2 separate regions of the Mus musculus genome follow, and region 1 is linked to region 2. Evidence: chromatin contacts called from public HiChIP or PLAC-seq data. All regions are on one chromosome and are shown on one strand. The core of a region is the stretch at or near the end of the contact, and the rest is flanking DNA. Distances in the headings are between cores, read along the strand shown.

Region 1 (6,770 bases), core at 2,989-5,488, 230 kb after region 2:
CATCTCCCCCGCAACATCTTGTTAGTGAAACAAGAAATAAGGAAGTAAAGGCTGGTAAGACGGCTGAGCAGGTAAAGGCAACTGCCGTCAAGTTCAGTGAGTTCAATGCCAGGTTGCATGTGGTGAAACAGGAAAGCCAACTCCTACAAACTGTCCCCGAGCTCCACAGTGCACTTGACAAGCATGCATGGGTACATGATCACGCACACACACTAAACAGACGGATGTTGTTTAAAATAAATTAGTTAATTAAAGCCAGGCAGTGGTGGCACACAGCTTTAATCCCAAGCACTCAGGAGTCAGAGGCAGGGGGATCTCAGAGTTGGAAGCCAACCTGGTCTACAGAATGAGTCTCAGGACAGACAGAGCTACACAGAAAAAACCATGTCTGGAAAATAAGTAAACAAATAAACAAATATAGTGCTATGAATTAAAGGCTTTTTAAAAACTTCCTTCTGTGTCTAGAGAGATGGGTCAGTGGTTAAGAGCGCTTGATGTTCTTCCAGAGGACATAGGTTTAGATCCTATCATCCCGTGGCAGCTCACAATCATCTCTAACTCCAGTTCCAGGGGATCCAACACCCTCTTTCTGGCCTCCAGGGGCAGCAGTGCATGACTGTGGGGTTGAGTGTGTGTGTGTGTGTGTGTGTGTGTGTGTGTGTGTAAATGAAGGTCTAATAATGCATTAAAAAAAAAGAATAAACTTTTAAAATCACTTCTATCAAGAGCACACTAGAAGCCGAGGCATGAGGAGCACAAGTTTGAGGCTAGCCTGGGCTACATAGTGAAAACCAGTCTTAAAATACAATTTAAGAAAGAAAAGTCCTTCTTGCCTTAATAATTCACTTTTATGAATCAGGCCTACAAAAATAACTGTGTAGTCACCCAGTACTTTGGTGTAAATCTAATTTACAACAATCTAAATGTATTAACAACAGCAGTATCTAAAAAATTATAGTAATGCCTAACAATGGACATATATGATGTATATATTTAATCATATTTTAAAAGCTGTTCCGAATATAAGAAATTGTTTCTAATAAAGTAGAAGTTAAAAGGACATCAGAGACTTCTAGAGTATGATCCCACTTTTAATATTTGCACATGCAGAGAAAATCATTACAAAGCAATACACTGCACATTAAGTGGTGGTGATTCCCAGCCTGCTGGGTTATGGGTTGTTTGTTTCTCTTTAATCTCTGAATTTTCTACAATAATTACATAGTCTCTGTATAAAAACAACAAATGCTCCTCTGAAAAAGCCAGAAAACCAGAGCTGCTCTCCAAGGCGAGGAGAGCGATGTGATCGCCCACCCTGCAGAGAGGGCAGGGCTGGAGTGGAGCAGTAGCAACCACACTCATCTGGTTACACTCCTCTGTCCTTGGGTCTGCTGCTCTCTCCTTCTGAATCTGCAAGAAACAGCCATCCCAGCCCTAAAAGGGCGAAGACCTCCCAGAACAAACACATTCCATCCTTTCAGTGGAACATTTCAGAATTCTCCCAGGACATGGAAGAATGCTAAAGCTTCCAGAAGCAGAGGCTAGACCAAGGCTGATGTACTCGCCAAAGCAGACCAGGATCCAAGTCTCTGCAATCTGATTAACAGGGAACCCCATCAGCAGCTGAACAGAGGGCGAAACTGAAGGCCACCCTTCAACAGGGGGAGAACACAAACTTGCTTGCCTTGAGAAATGTTTTTAAACGCATTATTATAGGGGGACAGAGACAGGAGCACATGCCACAACACAGACGTGAAGGTCAGAGGATATGAGTCAATTATCAACTTCCACCACGTAGGCACTGGGGATTGAACTAACATCATCAGGCTTGGTGGCGAGCACCCTTACCCACTGAGCCATCTAATAGCTCTTCTCTTGAATTTTTTTAAACTCCTTATTTTCTGCCAAACAATCCACAATATAGACCAAGACCCTTTAAAAGTAAGTATTCCGCCGGGCGTGGTGGCGTACGCCTTTAATCCCAGCACTTGCAAGGCAGAGGCAGGCAAATTTCTGAGTTCGAGGCCAGCCTGGTCCTCAGCGTGAGTTCCAGGATAGCCAAGGCTACACAGAGAAACCCTCTCGAGGAAAAAAAAAAAAAAGTAAGTATTCCCTGATCTAACTATTCCAGGTCTAGAAGCAACAAAAGCAATCTGATAAGCATGTACAACACGTATATAAGGATGCTTACCATAATGGGAGTGGGGGGTGGGGAGCAATCATGAGTACTGATTAAATGAAATGTTCCAGGGCTGGAGAGATGGCACAGAGGTTAAGAGCACTGGCTGCTTTTCCAAACGACCCAGGTTCCATGTTCAGCACCTACACAGCAGCTCACAACTGTAACTCCAGTTCCAGGCCATCTGAACCCTCACACAGACATGCATGCAGGCAAGACACCAACCAATGCACATAAAATAAAAATAAATGAAAAATTTCCCAGCACTTGGGAGGCAGAGGCAGAAGGATCCCTGTGAGTTCAAGATCAGCCTGGTCTACAGAGCAAGTTCCAGGACAGTCAAGCTACACAAAGAAACCCTGTCTCAAAAAACATGAATGAATGAATGAGTAAATGAATACATAAACACAAAATGTTGCATACATAAGATGAAACACTATTAAGAATGAGATGTGGCCCCAAATGCCAGCCCTGGTTCCACTGGCCCCTGAAGTGGCTGGAAGAAAGGCATCCAGGTACCTGCCACCAAGGCCCAAGTATGGGTCGGCCGTCCTGTTGCAGCTGGCATCTGTGTCAATGTCTGTGGCCCGAGTTACCACCAAAAGCCAAGCAGATATCTGGGCTGGGCTGCCACCAGAGACTATGTGGGATATCTGAGGGCCATGCTGCTGCAGGGGTGGGGGTCGGGGGGGGGGGGGGTGTAAATCTAGGTCCAAGGTCTTATGGCAGTTGAGATCAAAGCCCATGCAGATATCCTTGGTCTGGATGGCTGCCTGAGGCACTGTGCTGATATGGCCCCACCCCTTGCCTGGGTAACACAGTAGAGCTGACCCTGACTGCAGGGGAGTGGGTGGGCTGACCAGAGGGTGTGAGAGTGGGAAGCTGACCCCGCCTCTCATCTGCTGTAGGGTGGTAGGGGCAGGGAAGAGAAGCTCTCCCCCCACCTCACCCCTCAATGCCTGCAGCAGGCGGGTGAACATCCTCCAAGGTCAAGAGCCAGAGAGGTGGCCCTGCTCCTTTCTAGCTGCAGAACTCTGGAGAGGGAGCCCTACACCTTGCCTGGGCAACACGATAGAGCTGGCTCTGGTGGCAAAGGCACAGAACAGGTATATGAATCTGGTGGGGCAGAGAAAGACACAATTGAGACCCTACTAACATCAATGCTTTTTTTAATGAGCATATCTGTGATCTATATATATGGATGATACCCTGAAATATTTTGTCTTGAGATATTTATACCAATCGTTTTCTCTGTACAGTGGACATAAGGCTCTCAATTTCCACAATCAGTGTTTTCTGCCTGTTATAGTTTAATGAGTGCTAAAATAAATAAATCTCACTGTTAAGTAAAATGGTGCATACTGATGAAGCCTTGGAGCAGGTCTTCCTCTGCAGTAGACAGGCCCCGCCCTCTCCCCACTCTGCAGCAGGCAGGTTCTGCCCTTCTTCCTCTGCAGCAGACAGGTCCCATCCCCACCTCTTCTCCAACAGACAAGTCCCACCCCTCCCTTCTTCCTCTGCAGTTTGTTAGGACCCGCCCCTCCTCCACTGCAGACAGTTCCTGCCTCATCTTTTTCTGAAATAAATAAGCCCCTCCCCGTCTTCCTCTACAGTTGATAGATCCCGCCCCCTCCTCCTCTGCAGACAGGTCATATCCCTCCTCCTCTGTAGTTGATAGGTCCAGCCCCTCCTCCTCTGTAGTAAACAGGTCCCGCCCCCTCCTCCTCTGTAGTAAGCAGGTCCCGCCCTTTCCTCCTCTGCAGCAGACAGGTCCTGCCCCCTCTTTCTCTGCTGAATGAAGGCTGCATGGCCAAGCAGTTGCAACTACACAGCAGAGTACCCACAGCTAAGATGCAGGGGGAAACTCAGACTGAGAGCCAACTGCGCCTCGAAAACATCAGCCCAACTCACTGCAGTGATCTAAACAGAGAGTTGAATCCACTGAGCATCATGAGGAAAGGCACTGAAGGAACACGGAAAACAAACTATCCACAGCCAAGGTCCTGCAGCGAGCGCTGGAACCTTGCAGGCAGTGCTGAGGCGTTGGTGGGTGCCCCAACACCGGAAAGCCACGAGGCTCCTCCCACCAGATGCAGCAAGGCAGGCAGAGGGTATTACTGAAGAACAATTACAACAAAGCCCAGCTTTTACTCTTCCCAAATGCCTCAAGCTCTTTAACACACCACCATTTTGCATTTACACCTTCTGCCTGCCCCCTAGTTCAATGCACCCCATCCCAAAGATATATACAGACACAAAAGAGAAGGGTGTCATCTATTCTGTGCTCTTCGAACAGTATCCAATGTCAAATGGCTGTTAATTAGCATACAAGTCAAAAGACCTTCACAGTCAATGGTTTTTGTAAGAACTAGAAAGGACCAAGTCTGAAGGAAGTTAAGTACTCAGAAAAATCTTGATGCTATGAAAGGCTAAATTCTATACTAGTTTAACCATGAAAAAAACTTCAATTTTAAGGTAGTAGGGACAAAAACTAAAATATTAAATTTACAATGAGCAAAATAAAGAGTTGCATTATCCCAGTATGATAATGGGATATAAATAACATGATAATAAATGATATACATAATGAAAGAAACTCAAGGGTCTGGAGAGACGGCTCAGTCAACAAAGGCCCTTCAAGTAGGACCTGAGTTCAATCCCTAAGAACCACATAAAAATGGCAGGTGCACTTGTAATTAGCACTGAGGGGTTAGAGACAGGCTCGCTGGCCAGTCTGGCCTTAGCAGTGAGCTCTGGGCCAAGGAGAGAACCTGTCTCAAATGAAGTGTACAGTGTTCCTGAGAATGGCACCAAAGATTTCCTCTAGCCTCCATGTGTGCAGCAGAAGTACATGTACACACAGGTACACACACGCACGTGTTCACGCGAGCGTGCACACACACACACACACACACACACCAAGAAAAATTGAAGACTAGTCGTTTTTTTTTTCTTCCTTTGTGCCCTTACTCCCGGTATGCAGCAGCAATCCGGTTCTAACTGACCAGCCTCTCTTTCCCTCAGCTATGATCAGCAGAAACACAATATATCACACACAGCAACACAAGAGGTGTTTACTTCTCCCACAACTACAGAAAGGAAGTCAAACTTGACAGTGCTGGCCTTGAGCAGAATGGGACTTTCTCAGAGGAAGAAAGTGGAACTGGCAATGTCTGCTTCAGCTTACGAGCTTTCCCTGCAGTGGAAGGTTTAGATGGACTGGCCTCCTGCCAGACAACCTATGTGCCACCCTCACATCAGCTACAGCAGCCTGGATGTGAGCATCTCCAGGGCTGCCGCTTGTCCAGCAAGAACAAGCAATCAGGACAAACTCCCAATGCACTGAGCTAATACGTCCAATTACTCTGTAAAGCAAAAATCCCGAGGAAAAATCTATACTCAAGAATGAGATCCCAACTCAATCTTCCACATCAATTGTGCTAGAACTGGCAGTCAACATTTAAATGGGAAGACTAGGGAAAGGTCTTAGATGGAAGCAGAGGAACCCGGAAGCAGTGTCATACCCAGAACACACTCGCACACCCGCACTCGTACGCACATGCACGCACGCGTGCACGTGTGTGCACGCACACACATACACACACACACGAATACACATACAATGGCATGCACTTGTAGTTCCAGAGCTGGCAGTTAGAGACAGACATATTCCTGAGAGTTGCCAGCTAGCCTTAGGTACTCTGCAAATTCCAGGCTGGTGTGAGACACTCTCATAAAACAAACCATAACATAGATGGAGCCTAAGAAAAGCATCCAAAGGCTGTGCTCTGGTCTCCACACATATATACAGGTACTCCAGGACACACATGTACAACCACACAGATAGATAGACAGACAGACAGACTGACTTGAACTTCAATCATTCTACACTTACCAGATAGGTTCGTTTTCCAGGGTAAATGGAGAGGATCCCTCGTCGTTTAAATATAAACAGAACCTTCCTGTAGACACTTTACATTCCCCAACCTTACAAAGCTGGAGACTGCACTCAAACATCTGCGCTTGACTTGCTTCTCTTGATGATCACAGGGAGGCCCCTCTTCACCATATAGCTCTCTGCTTGCTGATTTACATACTGCCTTATTCCAAAAGTGACTCACACACATAAGATCAAAATAAGCAGATGGGACCAGGCGTACTGTCACAAATGACAACCATGAAACAAGAAGCAAGACTTAATCGGTTAAAAGTCCTTCCGGTACTTGTACCTGTCAGAGTAGAGAGGGTCTCTCAGAAGTCTGAAACCCTATCAACTTCAAAAAAGTAGCCAGGTGTGGTGGTGCACACCTTTAATTCCAGATCTCAGGAGGTAGAGGCAAGTGGATCTCTGTGAATTTGAGCCCAGCCTGGTCTACACTAAGAATTTCAGGTTAACCAAAGCTCCATAATGAGACCCTGTCTTAAGAAAGAAAGAAAGAAAGAAAGAAAGAAAGAAAGAAAGAAAGAAAGAAAGAAAGAAAGAAAGAAAGGAAGGAAGGAAGGAAGGAAGGAAGGAAGGAAGGAAAGAAAGAAAGAAAGAAAGAAAGAAAGAAAGAAAGAAAGAAAGAAGAGGAGAGGGGAGGGGAGGGGA
Region 2 (7,859 bases), core at 3,628-6,127:
CCCTCTTCGCCCTGGGCAGTATCTTTTCTTTTCTTCTTCTGTTTAAAGATTCATTATATTGTGTGTGTGTGTGTGTGTGTGTGTGTGTGTGTGTGTGTGTGTGTGTGTGTCTCACAAGCATATGTGTGTTTGTGTGTATACAATGTGAGTGCAGGTGCCCAAAGGTGCCAGAAGATGCTGGTAGAGCCCTTGGAGCTGGAACTAAAGGAGGCTGTAAACCACTCTATGTGGATGCTAGGAATCAGACAGGTCCTCTGGAAGAGTAGCAAAGCACTCTTCACTCTGGGGCATCCTCCAGGCCCAGCAAAAGCATTTTCTAACTGCTGGCATGTGCTTTAGCTCTGTCCTGCCAGCCAGTAGCAGCTGTGCTTGTAAACCAAAGGACAAAGTTACAAAACAGAGATTCTCTGGTTCCTTGTGTTGCAACCACAGCATTACAGGATCTATGAGTCGGTCCTTGTCACTGGCTCCTGGTAACACTGGCCTGTTCTCTGTCATCAGGGAGGAATGTGAAGATGTCCCTCAGAAGTCACCCTTGTTTTCGTTTCCTTATCAGCTCACCTGAGACACCTACCCACTTTCCCTCCTGCAAGGGACAGACTCCACTTGCTATTGTGTAATGGAGCTCTGGGCCCAGAGTGAGAACACAGGGGGGTTGAGCAGTCCCAGCTTCTACTAACAGATGGTACCCGGCCATTCCATCCAGAGTGGTTCTCCTTAGAGGAAAGAATGGGAGCCTGCCCTTCTGCAGGGGAACTCTCCTGGAAGCTAGACAAGCCAAATGCATAGGTGCTTGATCTATTTGTTCTCTGCACTTTGTGGGATGCTTCAGTGATTTCAAGAGCCGTAGGGAAGTTAAAAATCAGAAAATCCAAGAAATTGAGAAAAGATTCTCTTCCACCTAGAGATGCTGTGGAAGTGTGAACAGCAGCACCACAGCTTAGGGGAATGACTCCATATTTATGGCTGCTTTGTGTGGTCTCGTTTACCTCAACAACAACCAAGAGGAAGTGTTTCTACGAGTTTTGGATTCTGCCCTGAGGATGTAGGATTATTCTATGGCCTTCCATAGGGAGTGAACATCTGGATAAACAGGGACTTTAGGTCCACTCTGCCAGCCCCAGAGGGTCAGAACTTCACTTTGATTCTCCCTGTCTCTACCGCCATTTTTCAAACAGCCACAAATCTACCCATCACAACAGACACATACCCGTATGTACCCAGGGGCAGGCTGGACTAATTATTACCGATTACCACAGTCTAATTTCTAGACCAAGATAGCAACGTTTTGACATGGGTAAGGGAACAAGGAGGAGAAAGTGTTGTCAGTTATGATCACTCAGAGTCACTGTAAGCTGTTATTCTCAGAGTATGGTGCTAGGGCCAGCAGCCAGGACACTATGAACATGACAATCCTTGGCTCCCACACCCCACTCCCACAGAGCCAGGACCCTAGGGGTAGTATTCATCTAGGAGATGGGGTGTGTGCTCAAGACAGAAGCCAGTCTAGGGATGGAGCACAATTGGCATTATGCTTGCTTAGCATGGGCAAAGTCTTGGATTTGATTGTGCACACCACACAAAATGGGTGGTGCACATCTATAATCCCAACAGTTGGGAAGCAGAAGCAAGAAGATCAGAAGTTTAAGATCATTTTTCAGCTATGAAGCATTAGAATCATGATTCTGTCATCTCAAAATAAACAAACAAGAAGATAAAAGTGAACTTAGAGATTGTCAGCAAGAGCCAGGCCTCAGCTCCCATTTCCAAGTCTCCAAGGGATACTGGCAGCCCATGGCTCACTCCCAGGTTGGAGCAGGACACCAGTTTCCTGGGCACTTTGGCCCTGCACTTTGATTGAGAATAGGGAAGGACTTTTAAATGGCCGGGAGGGAGGCACCTGCAAGGCTGGCTCATCTTTTCACACCCAAGCAAGAGGATGACTTGGAGACACTCCCAAGGCACATAAACAAGGCTGAGATCAGAGGAAGGCATGCAGCAGAGCATGATTTGCTAAGGAAGCCGACTTCTCAGCCCTGGGAGCTGGAAGGGAGTTTCCTTCAAGGAACTTGACTCTTGTACCCAGTCCTCAGAGTCAAGTACTTGAGGGAACAGCAGCCATAGTTTTCGAGGCTAGAGTGTGAAATGTGTATTTTAGCCCCATCAAACCCAGCACAGCCTTTTGCTAAGTTTTAAATAAGAGGAATTTAATAACAGGAAAGAGATTATGTCTTAGAAAGCTTTAATGAAAGTCTCCTCAGCCTCCCAAAGGTGCTGTGGCTGCTCTCTCCTCCTTGAGGCCTCTCCCAGCCTGGGAGAGTTTTTGTTATTCAGAGACTTCTTTCCAGCAGACAGCCCAAGAGATCAGTGAGCCAACAGCCTCTCTTTCATCACCCATATCTTCAGGCAAAGTTCAGAGGCTCGGGGCTGCCTCCAGCTCAGGAGCCAAGAGTGATATATATTGTTTTTAAATAATTGAAAAGATTGAAGGCTGTTTTGTGAGCACATAGAGAAATATATAAATGCCAGGTGTGTTGGCTCACACTTGTAATCTCAACACTTGGAAGGTTGAAGCAGGAGGATTGCTATGAGTTTGAGGCTAGTCTGGGCTGCATAGTTCAGGTCTCAACCAGCCTGAGCTACAGAATAAGACTTTGTCTCAAAAACAAAGATGGCTCTGGTATGTGCACACACACATACACAATCAGTAAATAAAATTCAATAAAAATTTAAAAGGAATATTTTTTAAAAAAGACAATTAAAGGTGAAAAGGAACCATACACAAGTTGACATCAACACCTGTAACTGGTTTTATTGGGACAGCTCCACCTACATGTTTACTGAGTGTCTGAGGTTGCTTCTACACCAAGGACAGAGCCCAGGAGAGTGCTGGTCTCTACTTAAAAACAAGTCAAATGGGCTGGCGAGATGGCTCAGCGGGTAAGAGCACTGACTGCTCTTCCGAAGGACGAGAGTTCAAATCCCAGCAACCACATGGTGACTCACAACCATCCGTAAAGGTATCTGACGTCCTCTTCTGGTGCATCTGAAGTCAGCTACAGTGTACTTATGTATAATATCCTGAGCAAGCAGGGACTGAGCACGTGGGGTTAACCGGAGCCAGCAGAGGTCCAAAAAAATTCAATTCCCAACAACCACATGAAGGCTTACAACCATCTGTACAGCTACAGTGTACTCACATACATAAAATAAATAAATAAATCTTAAAAAAAAAAAGTCAAAATTTAAGATTTCAACCATGGGTGTTTAGGTTCAGTCATGGGTGCCCACATCCCATTTACTGCATAGTCTGTGGGTGCCATGTCTGTCTCTCTCCTTCCTAGTCATTCATTACTTCGTCCCCTGGATTCCCAGGGGGAGTGAGGTCCCTGGCATGAACCACACAGGAGGAAGTCAGTGGCTCAGGGCACCCATTTCTCTAAGAACTGCTTCCTGCTCCTTCCATTCCACAAGTATTCCTAGGGTTACAGTCTATCACATGGCACCTGAAACAATTCTGACGAGCTCTAACTGCCAACCATTGTTTTCACCAGGGGGAGTCACTATAACTTTTAATTATCTTTTCCATTTCCTTGCTCTTGATATTGAAAAGCTGAGACATCCACAAATCAAAGCCTGATTTGATTACAAGTCACTGGTCCCTATTCCCATGCCAAGCAAAACTCCAGCAGAGGACCAGTTAGTTCAATAAGGAAACACCCATTGCTTTGGAACACTATGCGTCCAACAGTTCTGTATTCTTTTCTTCCCACCAGAGCTATCTGTTAGAAGGGCAAAATGCATCTCACACAAAGCAGATCCTGTGGTAACTTGGGGACCTGGCATCAGAGTCCAATACAAGCATCTTAAGGCGGCTCTCTGCAAGGTACAAGCGGCAGCCGGGAGGGGGATCCGGAGCCCCTCTTAGAAGCTGGGTGCAGTATGTAGTCTGATGCTGTTCATCTCAAATGACATGAGAAATCTGTTCCGAACAGCAATTTGCTACAGCCAAAGTTCAAGGTGTGACTCACTCCCTTGCTGCTACTTCTCAAACTCCTGCTGTGACCCAGGGGGTCACCAGGCCCCCATGGGCGCTCTGTACTGAGGCAGGAACAAAAGGCTAGCAAGGGGCAACATGAACACGATGCAGGGAGACCAAGCTGGAGCTCTGCTGCCAGTGTCCATGAAGCCCGAGAAGCAGGGGTTGGCCATCAAAGCGGAATTTTGGGGGAGTCAGCTTGTTACCCCAGCTTTAGGGGGACCGGTGGCCTCAAGGTCTGTGGTTCTAAGTTACTCCCAGAGGCAGCTTACTTTGAAGCAGGGCAGGCACCGAGCTGCCTCTTAGTTCATAGGCTGATACTCCTACTCTCGTCTCGTGTGCCTTTTCTGAGGACAGCAGTAGAACCAGGAACGGTACAGAGAGGCGCCAGGGATTCCCATGAGAATTCCAGGGTCACCCTCTTTGCTAGAGGCAAGCACAGAACCAAAGTTCCATGTTGCGCCCTGAGGCCCCCAGTACGCCCTTCCTGCCATCACCGGCAGAAAGCACTCAACTCCAAGGCCACAGACACTTGGCACCGAGAGAATGAAAACCCGAGAGTCTAAGAGGTAGGAGGGCGGAGAGTAGTGCGTTTATTCCCCCAACCTTGGCGTCTGACCACCTCGGAGGAAACGTCAAGAGTGGCTACCTCCTGCCCAGGTTTCCAGCCTCCAACCAGTCGGTTCCCTGCGGCCAGTGAGGAGTCGTTCCCTATCCCCCGGTGGCACCTGCTCCGCAATCTCCCTGCGACAGAAGTGTCCCTGATCCCGACGACCCCGCCCCAGCTGCCCGTGCTCACGTACCCATTGTGGTGGCTCCAAGGCTCCGGACGGGCGACTGGCAAGCAGGAGTTCAGCCTCCCTTACTTTGTTTCCAGGCCCTGCCCAGCTGGCTACCTGTGTGACTGTAGGAGTGCAAGGCGGGGCCGGCTGGGCTCCACCCTTGAAGGAACCGAGGCTAACATCGCTTAACCCTGCTGCAGGATACCTGTCCCTAGGACGCTGGTCCCAGACCCTCTGGAGCAGGACAGATGAAGCTGTCCCAAGTAACGGGGTGGGCGTAGGGGGAGGTGGTGGCAGGGATCTGGGGCCACGGACTCCCTTTGTGAGTGGTCACTAGGAGGCTTGATTGATCCGGTTGATCTGTGGTTGATAAGCGGGTCGCCAGGCACCATGCTAGGACTTACTGAGTCAAGAAAGCAGGACTTGCATGTTTGGCAGTCTAAAGGGCTTGGGCCGCCGCTGGGATCCCACTTAACAAACAACAGCTCAGAGAACCGCTCTACCTTGTTTGGGGAAGCATAAAGGGACTATAGCAGTTTGTGTCTGTGTCCTTGAACTTGCTGTGCAGCCAGAGACCTAGCGTCCTGACCCTCCTGCATCTCTCCTCCCCAGCTCTGCGATTACAAGATTGTAATACTTGGCCTGGCCATTTTTCTGCTTTCTGGTCAGCCTTGAAGAAGTTAAGGCTCTGGATGTTTACAGGGGAGCATTAAAGATGGGACATGAAAATGGGTTTCAATCATTTGTTTATTTATTCATTTATTTATTGAGAAAGAGACTGCCTCCCCAGCCTCAGCTCATCTACCATCTCAATTTCTCTGTTTCTTCCTCCCCAGTGCTCAGTTATCCCTCTCACACCCCACAGTTGTCTTTGTCCGTGTGATGTATACAGTATTCAGTGACCATCCTGAGCATTAAGTACATTCACCAACATCGTCCCGGCTACAGAACTTCATCTTCCAAGCTGAAGCTCCGTGGCCTTTAAACAACAGCTCTGCCGTGGCTTCCCCAGTCTCTGGTTGTCAATACTTTACTTCTTGAGTCAGACACCCCCACCCCGACCACCAGGTGTCTTGTGTGGGCAGACTGTGCAGATCCTCTGTTCTGTGGCTTCTTCCAGTTAGCAAAGTGTTCTCCAGGCTCAGCCATATTCTTGCATGGGTCAGAACACCCTTTAAGGGTTGATGAGTCTTCCACATTCGCTTTGTTTATTCAATCACCTGCCCTTAGGAACTCCCAGCCACCCTGCTGGGAGGTGGGGGTGGGGGTGGAGCACAGGAAGCCCTTTCTCAAAGGCAGCGGCCCTGCCTTCCCTGACTTTTGGGAGGAAGACGCTCCTTTTACCCTTGAACTGTTGCTACTCCCAGGGTAACAGCTGAGTTCGCTGAAAGATTAGTGACTGCATAAGGTGGGAGGTGTTGCCTTGGCCAATGGGAAGGGAGAGCAGACACCGGGTGCTGGCCAGTGGTGGCGACAGAGAGGTGAGGTTTCCTTTGGTTGTTTCCTCTGCAGGGTGAACTTTGTGTTGTTGAGGTCATAAGCTTCGCACATCTTAGGATGTCCGTGGAAGCACTCCGGCTTGCAATCAGGTTTCCAGTGTGGTCCTGATTCATTATCAACATCTACCCCATTCATGCACGGAATCAGAAACTCTGGGGCCCCGGACAGCAGCTGGTGACTTGGTGCTCAGGAGGCCTGTGCTGTGTCTCTTCTGCTTACCCTCACTGGAGCAGGGCTCATTTATCACCTCCACGGTCAAGTGCTAGGGCCTGTGCACCGGACAAACGGAAACAGCATGGTCCTATGTCCACCGAGCATGTGTTCTGTGTCCTGCAGGCTGGGTTGCTCCTTGGTGCTGGGTGAGGACAGCAGATCTGGGAGTCTATGTCCTCTACACTGAGAGTCACACTGTGTGGGCCTCTTCTTTGACCTCACTCTTCCAGGTCTTAGCTTCTCTAACAGATCAAAAGGTTCAGCAGCTTAAAAATACCAGAATGGTACCATCTCCTGGTTCTGGAGGCAGAAGTATTAACCAGGCAGGGCCCTGTGCTCCCTCTGAGAGCTCCAGGGAGGATCCTTTCTGGCATCTGCCAGCTCCTGATGATACCTGTGGTCCCTGCTGCGGCCACTACTTCATCTTCACACAGCCTCTGCCTCTCTCTCCTCTAAGGACATCAGCTCTGGGGAGGTTGAGGAGGGGAATTTGAAGCATTAGGAAAGCAAAGTCATTTGGTCTGAGGAAAACGCATCTGGGGAGATGTTGCTGAGAAACAGGCCCAAGCTGTCTGTCACACGCGATAGCTCACCACTAACAATTCTTTACCTTAGCTTCACCTCCCTAAGATGTTGACTTTAAAGAGAAAAGTCATAACTTGATACCATCTTGACCAAGTGGCCCAGGTCAACCTCACCAAGAATAAGACGTGACATCATGCCCTAGACAGAAGAGGCCAAGACAGTCATAATACTGATTCTGGAAAATTCCTGTCCCTAACAAATTAAGGGGAAAGACAATGAATGTCACAAGAACGTACTAGTCCACTTCCAAAATATGAAGTTTCCAAAACCAATAAGAGACCAGACTCAGTAGGCTGAATCTCTTTGTATGTTACACAAACATGCACATACGAATACACACATGCACACACATGCATGTACTCATGTGCACACATGTAATGATAGTTATAGAAGAGAGGTCATGAATGGGGGGATAAGAGAGAGAGGGATGATATAAATAAATACACTATTCTTGTTTGAAATTCTTAAAGAAGTAAATTAAAATATTTCATTTATGTACCAGACAGTGTTTTAGGTATATTTATAGAGCTGTACAACTGTCACCTCAGTTGACTTTAGAACATTTTCATTACCCCAGAAGAAGCCCTATATATGGTGCCACCACTGCCAATAATCCCATTTCCCCAAGCCCCAGCTAACTACCAGTCTACTTCCCACCTCCACTGATTTGTGCTCTAGACACTTCTTGGATCTTCTGGGGCTGCTTGCTTTCACAGCAACTACTGTCTTGTCATTTGTTC

The links. HiChIP or PLAC-seq counts read pairs in DNA pulled down with a chosen protein or histone mark.
Region 1: an H3K27ac HiChIP or PLAC-seq map of embryonic stem cells shows a contact between it and region 2, with 5 read pairs. The contact joins the enhancer-like site here to the promoter of Slc15a1 in region 2. A contact is called at or near these places in 2 of 484 Hi-C or Micro-C datasets (both in embryonic stem cells), 1 of 115 datasets of contacts at active chromatin or transcription factors (embryonic stem cells) and 2 of 9 other capture datasets (embryonic stem cells and liver).

What each region holds. Positions count from the first base shown.
Region 1 is chr14:121,728,138-121,734,907 of GRCm38.p6, forward strand. It overlaps a transcript of Dock9 not described here. Among named protein-coding and RNA genes, the nearest start is that of Dock9, 33 kb to the left of the region's middle. Within about 2 kb of position 4,239, at least 116 of the 459 cell types and tissues checked have an H3K27ac peak or open chromatin away from gene starts, as enhancers often do. A contact at or near this core is called in embryonic stem cells, where this site is marked.
Region 2 is chr14:121,500,377-121,508,235 of GRCm38.p6, forward strand. Slc15a1 (solute carrier family 15 (oligopeptide transporter), member 1) reads right to left here and starts at 4,878. Exons shown (of 23, transcript NM_053079.2): 1 at 4,843-4,878. The coding sequence starts at 4,846.